Linked DNA regions of Delphinus delphis: region 2 is linked to region 1. The links are chromatin contacts, called in public Hi-C maps. All regions are on one chromosome and are shown on one strand. Each heading gives the region's core, a stretch centred on a gene start, on an enhancer-like site or on the middle of the called end of the contact. The rest is flanking DNA. Distances are from core to core; before and after follow the strand shown. Region 1 holds the start of ELP6 (elongator acetyltransferase complex subunit 6). Region 2 holds the start of DHX30 (DExH-box helicase 30).

Region 1 (4,602 bases), core at 528-3,027:
CTGATCCAGCTTCCTCCCTATTTCTAATCCAGCTTCCTCCCTATTTCTAATCCAGCTTCCAATTCTGTCCCCTAAGTAGGGGAGAGTGAAGAAGTAGTTGTTGACAGAGGCTTCCAGTATCAAAGTCCTCCTCCCAAAGGCCCTGGAAAGTGCTTCAGGCAGAGCTTTGATCATGGAAAGCCCTGGAAAGACCTCTAACAATGGTCTCTGCAGGGCCTGGCTGCCCTGCTCCAGCCACCCCTAGTTCCTTCTCAGTGACAGGGAAGGTCGTCTCTGTGCTGTTGTGATTTTTTTCACTTATAAACTATGAAAGATCACACTAGCAGAACTTGAGGGTTAACCCTAGCGCCATCTGTCATTTCCTGGTGCCCACTTCTATCCTCCATTCCCTGCGGCCCTGGGCTTGGACTTTGGAGGTGCTAGTAGTAACTGGCAAGGTAACCAGCGCCATCTGGAGGCTTGGGCAGAGAAGAACTGCTGGGCAATTAAGATGCACAAGTATCCATTGAATACTATTTGCCAGGCATTAGGGAGTCATAAAAAGGCTTTCACACTTGGTCCCTTGTCTTTCTGGAAGAGCTTACCATTTCATCAGAAAGACAACAGCTATGAAATAAGTCAGGTATACTCCTAGGGGAGGTAACCCTTGGGCGAAAGCGTGGAAATTTTCGAAATGCCCTAGAGTGTGAGAAGGAGGGAGAAGAAAACAAGAGTAGCGAGCCTGTGGTGCCAAAGGTGGACTCCTACAATCCAACGTTGGCTGAGGGCAGCTTCAAAAAGCACTATTCGAGAACACGAGGAGGAAGAGGAGCAGCAGCATTCACTGCGATCTGCCGAGCGCTCCCGAGCCAGAGGGAGGCTCAGGGTGGTTAAGAAGCTGGTCCCACGTGATGGGTGGAGAGTCGAACTCTCCTCTCCTCTCCTCTCCTCTCAGGCAGCCTCTTTTGGGGCGCCGGAACTCCCACCACACTGAACACTCAAAGGGCTCGCCCAGTACACGTCTGTGAACTTAAGCCAATCCAAACGTTGGACATGCTTCCTATGGACTTTCAAGGGCACGCACGACCTTTGAGAAGGCGCCAGATGCCCACCTCCCACAAGCCCAAATGTCCAGGCCAGCCCCGGGCGGGCCCTCTTTGGACTACAACTCCCAGGCGCCCCGGGGTCCCCGGACGTCGCGTTATTTCTCACGGGTCCGCGTGCGCTTCCCGTACGGCCTTCCGCCACGCTCGCAGGACGCGCCCCCTTCCCGACCGTGCAATGTCTTACCTGCTCCGCCTGGTCAGGGGTGGTGTTGAGAAGGTTATTGAGTTCCGGGAACATTCCGAGCAACGGGAACGAGCACCCTAAACGAGAAATGGGGCTGCCGCGGAGACAGCGGAAGCTGAAGAGCAAAACCCATGCCACAAAACCGCGCGGAAGGAGCGCACATGCGCAACGCCGCTTCTAGGCGCCGGCCGCAGCCAATCGGGCGGGCGCCTTGACCCAGGCCGCATCCGGCGCACGCGCGGGGATGCGCATCCGGTCGGGGGACCGGGGCGCTGGGAGGTGCGGCTCCTTACCTGCGGGTCCCCAGCAGGGGCTTCCCCCCACCGAAGCCCCAGGAGACCGGTTTCTTCCTCCTTACCTTGACCGCTCTCTCTCCCCGGCCTGGGGCCTCCGGACAGTACGGCCTGTCGAGCTCCTGCGGCGTGCCCAACACTGCTAGAAGCTCGAGCTGCATCGGCGACCCAGACTGGCGAAGATGCCCTCCCTCGCGCAGAGCAGAAAACAAACATAATGAACACGGAATGATATATTGAAACGTTCTGTGGAAAAATGAAAAAGCAGGATAAGGGAGTAACGATGGAGTGGGGTTAAGTTTCGGAATTAAAGAGGTTGTCAACGTAGGGTCACTGACTAAGTGTGGTTGAAACACGCTGTGCAAGCTCCTCCTCGGGGCTTTTGCACTGTTTCCCCTTCCTCTACAGCTCTTTTCCTAGATACTCAGCCGTTCAAAAAATCCCCCACTTCTTTCAGATCTTTGCTCAGATGTCACTTTATCACCGAGGAGTTTCGTAAGCATCCTATTTAAATCGCAACAGCCCCTTCCCCAGCACCTCTTATCCTTTCCTTTTTTTTTTTCCATACCATTTATATCTAGTACACCATGTAGTTTTCTTCTAGCCCAATCAACCTCACATCCCCAGGGATAAACGTGTAATTCGAAGAAGTCAAGTTTATTTGATCATTACAGTGAGGGAGATAGCAAACAAGTGGAGCCCACGGCCTACCAACAAGCACAGGAGAAAGTTGTGTGAGGACCTGGGTTCAGGGGAAATTTAAATGAAGCAGTGTTTTGATGGGTTCGCATCAGAGCACAGCTGTCTAAAGAAAAAGTCAAAATGTGGCCTGTACTGCAAAGTAGCCCAGGGTTTCCATGGAAATGAGAAGATTAAGATAGATGTGGGGCTTCCCTGGTGGCGCAGTGGTTGAGAATCCGCCTTCCAATGTAGGGGACACGGGTTCGAGCCCTGGTCCAGGAAGGTCCCACATGCCTCGGAGCAACTAAGCCCGTGCACCACAACTACTGAGCCTGCGCTTTAGGGCCTGCGAGCCACAACTACTGAAGCCCGTGCGCCTAGAGCTCGTGCTCCGCAACAAGAGAAACCACTGCAATGAGAAGCCCGTGCATGGCAACGAAGACCCAACGCAGCCAAAAATAAAATATAAATAAATAAATTTATTTTTTAGAAAAAGATGTGGAATGTAGTCACTTATCTGAAGCTCTGCATCTAGGTTGGAAATGGAGGCCCCTGTCTCTATGTGTCAAAATCACTTAGATCCTCCAGCCAAGAGTGGATGTTTCATGATTACTGCTATGTGAGAAAGAGGAAAGCAGGCAGGGGCATCCAGGGGCTGCCCTGACACTCAAAGCTAGGTCTCCATGTTTTCCTGTCGAGTGTGAACAGTTTCACAAAACAACATCAGCTTCATTGTGATGAATAAAGACAAAACTACACAACTCCATCATAATGTTGACCACAGAACATGAACATTGTCTAAGACAAAACCGAAATATCCCCTTTCCCAGAAAATGAGTGCCGCTTCATACCAATAATACAGCCACACGTGAGTTAGACCACCCTATATATACTAAGACATATTAACATGGTGAACCATAGAATTTAATCCTATTGCTCAGCCATAAAAAGAATGAAATAATGCCATTGGTAGGAACATAGACAAACATAGAGATGACCATACAAAGTAAAATAAGAAAAATATCATATGATATCACTTATAGGTAGAAGTGAAAAATTGATGCAAATGAACTAATTTATAAAACAGAAGCAGAATCACACAAGGAGAAAAACTTAGGGTTACCAAACGGAAAAAGCGCAGTGAGAGGATTAAATAAGGAGGTTAGGATTAACATACACACTAATACATACAAAACAGATAAGCAAAGATGACCTACTGTACACCAGAGGGAGCTCTACTCAACACTCAGTAATAACCTACATAAAAAGAGAATCCGAAAAATAACAGATACATGAATATATACAACTGAATCACATTGCCATAGACCTACAACAACATGACAATTGTAAATCAACTATATGTCAACAGAAAATAAAAATTATTTTTAAAGAAAAGAAAGAAATGCCTATTCTATTCCAATCAGAGCTCGGCGACTGGGGCTGGTGTCACATCCCTAAAGCTTGAACAGACTTGGGTCAAAAGGCTGGACTGTCCTGGGGCTGAGGGAGCTGGGAAGGATGTGGTAGCAAAGCAGCCCCTGTTGGACTTGTAGTGACAGGTCCCCTCTGGATGGACCACAGCCTCTGGATTCTGGTGGGCCCTCCTACACCTCAACCAAGCCTAGTGCACCCAAAGAATGATGGACCTCTGGGCTGGAAGAACTTTGAAATGTCACCCGGTCTGCACGTCTCCTGGTGGTGGGGTTCCCACGTGCAGCCTCTTTCTTTAGAGGCGCCCCACCTATATACGACAGCACCCTCAGCATAGCGGTTTCACAGAGATTGGGATTTGTCTGGGAGGGGGTGGGAGGGTAAGGGGGAATGAGAAAAGGAACACAAGTTCTTGGGTGTTTCTTCTGGCACATTCCACTCTAATTCACAAGCCAGGAACAGGACTAGCCCTAAGGCCCCCGTACCTTAGTAACCAGAGTTGGGCAGGAGGAAATGCTGCTGCCTTGTGGCGGTTTCCCATAACAACAACTTTAACCCCGTTGCTTATGGGCACTTAATATTCACAAAGCCTGCAGGGCTGTAAATGACACCTGCCTCCAAGAAAGATCCTCGGGGAGGTAATCAAAAGAATTCAAGACAGGGCGGACCTTCAAGCAGTCAATTTCAACAGGGAAACTGTACTCACACCGTTTAAAACAAAACCACATGCGGGCTTCCCTGGTGGTGCAGTGGTTGAGAGTCCGCCTGCCGGTACAAGGGGCACGGATTCGTGCCCCGCTCCGGGATGATCCCACATGCCGCGGAGCGGCTGGGCCCGTGAGCCATGGCCGCTGAGCCTGCGTGTCCGGAGCCTGTGCTCTGCAACGGGAGAGGCCACAACAGTGAGAGGCCTGCGTATCTCACACAC
Region 2 (4,602 bases), core at 1,313-3,812, 270 kb after region 1:
TTTCATGGTTTTAATTGTCTTTTAAAAATAAGCAAAGTTGGGGGACTTCCCTGGCGGTTCGGTGGTTAAGACTCCGCGCTTCTAGTGCAGGAGCGTGTTCTATCCCTGTTCGGGGAACTATGATCCCACACGCCACGCAGAGCGGCCAAAAAAAAAAAAAAAAAACCGCAAAGTTGGGAGTTCCCTGGTGGGCTAGTGGTTAGGATTTGGCGCTTTCACTGGAAACTGAGATCCTGTAAGCCTGAGAGGTGCGGCCAAAAAGAAAAAAAAGCGAAGTTGCAATTCTATTCCTCTGTATACACCAAAAGAATTGAAAACAAACAGGTATTCAAATACTTGTACACCAATGTTCACAGCAGCACTATTCTCAATAGGGCTACCACACACAGAAGAATAAACTAATAGAAGCTCAAAGTAGAGCCTTGAAGAATGAGTAGGAAACATCAGAAGAAGTGGAGAAGTTTCTAGACAGAGATGTTAGCAAAGAATGAAATCTAGGGACTGGACAGGGATGAGAAAAATAAGGCAGTAATGACTAGGAAGTAAGAGATAAAATATATGGGAGGGAAGGGAAAAGATAGACACTAACTGGCACTCACTTTGATATAAAATAGATCATTCTATCAGCCTCACCAGATACAGCCATTCATTAAGAGTCCAAGGTTCAAGAATAGGAAAAGACCTTCAGGGACAAAACTAAAAACATAAAATGTGCAAGAAGGAAAAAGTTTAGAATGTTCTACTTGTGCCTCTTGCAGTGCTGCCTCTAGCTTTTGATTTAAGACTTATTTGTATGCTTTTCTCATCCTCTCTTGCAGATTAGAATTTCCTTTGGAGCGGAGACCACGTCTTTATCACTTAACATTCACAACAGCACTTCAAACACAATCTGAATGAAGCTGAATCTATTATCTCCAACTTAATCATATTAACAGAGCATAATCCCTCCAGTCATTCCGGTACAAAGTCAGGTCTCCACACACCTGTGGCCAGGGACCAGCCTGGAGCTCTACAATCACCCTCTCCTTATCTTTCTTGTCTTTTTCACCGCTGAGCACAGTTCAACCCCTCATTACACTCATCAAATTAGTATCCTAGCTAATATTTTCCCAGCCAACTCTACCCTCACACTTCCAGAATAACGTCCCTAAAATACAGTATTTTACTCTCCTTAGAACCATAAAAATGTTACAAAAAATAATTGATTAAAAATAAAGTCAAAATCCTAGCGTAGCATTCCTGACTCTGCTTTTTCTGCTCTATCTCCTCTAAAGAACATTCACATACCCAGCCCTCTCTTCACACTGAACTATTGAATAGTTTTAGGATTTGCCCTTTGTTCCACCTGGATGCCCTTGCTCACATGGTTCTCCCTGGAATACTTTATACTTCCTCCCCAGCATTTATAACTTTCTTTTTGCTTTATGCAGGTTTTCATCTTCTCTACTAGGCCTTAAGACCCTTGGGGGCAGGGTCTTTGCATCCTCCACACCTGCCTATCAACTGCTATATATCAATATCCGTGCAAGGATCATCCCCACACGTCATAGCACCACGCCCTGCTCAAAATAGAGAATAATTTAAATGAATGAAGGTCCATGCTCCCCTCCCTCACCCTTCTGTCCAACGCAGAGAGAAAGTAAATAACAAATAGTTGTTGAATTTAATTGTTTGGACAAAAATGAAGGGATATGGCCACATCTTAAAAGCATATTCTAGGTCTTTCCAGCTCTAAAATCCTGACCCAGCTTCCGAGGTATCCCCCACCGAGATCTCTCCTTTTGAAATTGGATTCCACTGAACGCACACAGGAGCCTCACCTGGAGGACTGCTGCATATAACGTGGATAAGGCCCTTTCTCACTTCTGAGACGTGAGGGCGGAGGGGGAGGGGGCGGGACCTTCAGACCTGCCCAACAGCACTCCGAGCTTCAAGTGCCACCTTGTCCTTTCCCTAGCGTTGTACCGTTTACAACGCGCCATCACGTAGATTTCATCCTCGTAACAATCTCGTGAGGCAGAAATTCTCATCTCCCTAAAGAAACAAAATCAGAGATGGAGAAGAGAAGAGGCGTGGCAACGAGCCGCGGCGAGGAAGGCGGGTGGAAGCCCGGAGCGCGAGCTGGATTTCGTTCCTGGCTCAGCCCTGATCCGGCCTGTTCACTCGCAGCGGGAGGAGCGGGTCAGGCGCGCAGAGGACCCGAACGCCCTGCCGCTCTCACACTCCAGATGCTAACTCTGTGCGAGAGCCCAGACGCTCAGACTCGCTCCCTCAGCGCCCCCCAGGGCCCCCAGCGCGCCCGCCCCCTTCGTGACCCTGCCGGAAGTCCCGCCTCGCCCGCCGCGGCCGTCCCCCATTGGGCCCCGCGCCGGGGTCTCACCGCCGGTTGGCTGCTCGGCGGCGTGAGCCCTTGGCTGCCACTGCGGGCCCCAGGCGAGGGACCACATAGAGAGCCGCAGAGACGCGGGGTCCACCGCGGGAGGCGACGCTGGGGCCGCAGGGCGGGAGCGCCGCCGGCCGGCGGGACTTCCGCCACGGGACCCGGAAGGGGCCGCGCCGCCGCTGGTGGGAGTTGTAGTCCGGCCGTGGTTGGGGGGGGGGCCGCGGCTCATGCGCGGTGCACCGAGGCTTGTTTCACATCTGTAACAACAGGTGAATTGGGCTTTTGATTCTCCCTTTTCGTGCCCCATTGAGGAGCTTCCCGCGGCCGTGGGTGGTCAGCGCGAGGAGGGGTCCGGGTCCGACCGCCGGCTTGGCGGAGAGTGGGGCGGAGAAGCGGGCGGGCCGGAGGAGCAGGCCGGGCATCCGAGGCCTGCCCGGGAAGCCGGCCGGGCCGAGCCGTGAGCAACCAGGCCTCGGCCTGCTGTTGCCATGGAGCCGGGGCGGGGGCGGGGGCCCGACCGGTCCGCCAGGGCTGGCCTCGTAGCCAGGGGCACCGCGGGGGCCGCGGGAGAGGCCGCTTCATTGGCGCAACGACGCCTCCGCCTCAGGGGATGCTCTGTTTCCCGAGGCAGGGCCTGGAGGAAGCCCCCGGAGTGCCCTGGGACCTTTGTCTGCCCCCGTGCCGCCTGGACTGTTCGTCCACAAAGAGGCCTGATGCATTCTGGCCCCCCTGGTTTGCCCCCTTTTGCACCGACCTTGTCACTGGGGGAGGCCAAGGGGTGAGGTGTTCTTTGTTTGCTGGTGGTGACTTGCCCCGTTTCGCAGGGGAAGACCTAATGCATGTTGGGTCCTTTGTTTGCAGTGAACTGGAGTCCCAGGGGTCCTCAGAGCCCCTGAGCCAGGAGTATGGCGTTAGCATGCTGTCTAATTAGTCCTCGTGTAGCAACACTGGTCACCGTAATTGTGATTTTGCAAGGCAGAGGTTGTCCACTTTGCAGCCCCCATCCACAGGGGCTTGTCATACGCTGTAGCAAGTGGACTGCAGGTGGCCACTTGCAGATTCTCAACCTGTTTTTGGTTGCAACTTACTGGCCAGAGCGAAATGAGACTTTGATGGTTTCCCTTGCAGTTTCTTTAAAGGCGGTAATCCCGCCGTCATTGTGGGTCTTGACTACATTTTATAATTTACACTTAAATCTTGGAGTCTTGGAGTTTCCAGGAGGGAGAATTTTTTTTCCTGATGTAGTATTTGGGATTTATATAGTGGTCTTTATTTATGTAGCTGTTTTAGGTGCAGGAAGTACATCCTTTGCTGCATTTTCTTCCTATGTAGGTTGTCCCTTTACCCAAAAGATACTTACTCTCAAAGTGTTTTAATTTATGGAATCGTGGTCCAGAGTTTATCAAAGTTCTTTCCTCTTTCAACCTTTGAAGATGTCAGTATAAAATATTCTTTCAAAGAATGAATAGGCAACAGCATGATATCATGGAAACAGCATGATATCATGGAAATAAGTGGTATGGTATAAGCATGGAAAACTTTGGAGCTCAGTACCTTAACTGCAGGTTTGCATTCTGCCCTGAGGCAGTTATAGCATCTTGGGCAAGTTGTGTAAACTTCTCTGGGAAAATCTGCCTCAATTTCCTTCTCTGGGAAGGATATTTCCTACCTCACTAGGTAGTTGCATAGGTTAAGTGAGATAAAGTCTGTGGAAGTACTTTGTAAACTACAAAAATGGTACTTAGCATTCAATTTTGTTAATTTCCCAGTCTGGAAGAGCTTCTTTATCTACCTTAGATCGATTCATCTTATAGTCAGATGGGAGTAGAACTCAAAACTGAAGTAAGTTTTGCTCTGGGCTTGGAGAAAATGCTTTTGGGACTACACATCCCTCTTTACCATGACATATCTTTCTTGGTATCTTACAGGTGTGGATGTAGGGCAGCTCACAATTTGATGGGTATAGAGTGGGTCATGGCAGGTCCTGAAGTGAGGCCAAAGTGTACTGTGTGTGTTTCATGCCACTAACATAACTTGTCCTTGTTGTCAGAGTTAGTAGATGAATTTCAGTGGTCCGGAGCAACTTTCTTTCCCTGCGGGGGCCATCACTTTAGTGACCCAGCATTGTACTTCCCAGGAGGAGGCCCAGCCTCGTGATGAGGAATAGCAAAGAGAGAATTCAGCTCCAGTTCAAAAGCCCACAAAATCTGAGACTGTCA

Evidence for each region. A called contact is a pair of places that touch in the nucleus more often than the background predicts.
Region 2: a Hi-C map of muscle shows a contact between it and region 1, with 5 times the contacts expected there. The contact joins the promoter of DHX30 here to the promoter of ELP6 in region 1. A contact is called at or near these places in 2 of 3 Hi-C or Micro-C datasets (lung and muscle).

What each region holds. Positions count from the first base shown.
Region 1 is chr10:63,899,790-63,904,391 of mDelDel1.2, forward strand. ELP6 (elongator acetyltransferase complex subunit 6) reads right to left here and starts at 1,778. Exons shown (of 8, transcript XM_060022371.1): 1 at 1,361-1,778; 2 at 1,270-1,358. The coding sequence starts at 1,778.
Region 2 is chr10:64,165,087-64,169,688 of mDelDel1.2, forward strand. It overlaps DHX30 (DExH-box helicase 30), which reads left to right and starts at 2,563. Exons shown (of 22, transcript XM_069541154.1): 1 at 2,563-2,652; 2 at 4,434-4,602. It overlaps LOC132431671 (a long non-coding RNA gene), which reads right to left and starts at 2,091. Exons shown (of 3, transcript XR_009520783.1): 1 at 1,821-2,091.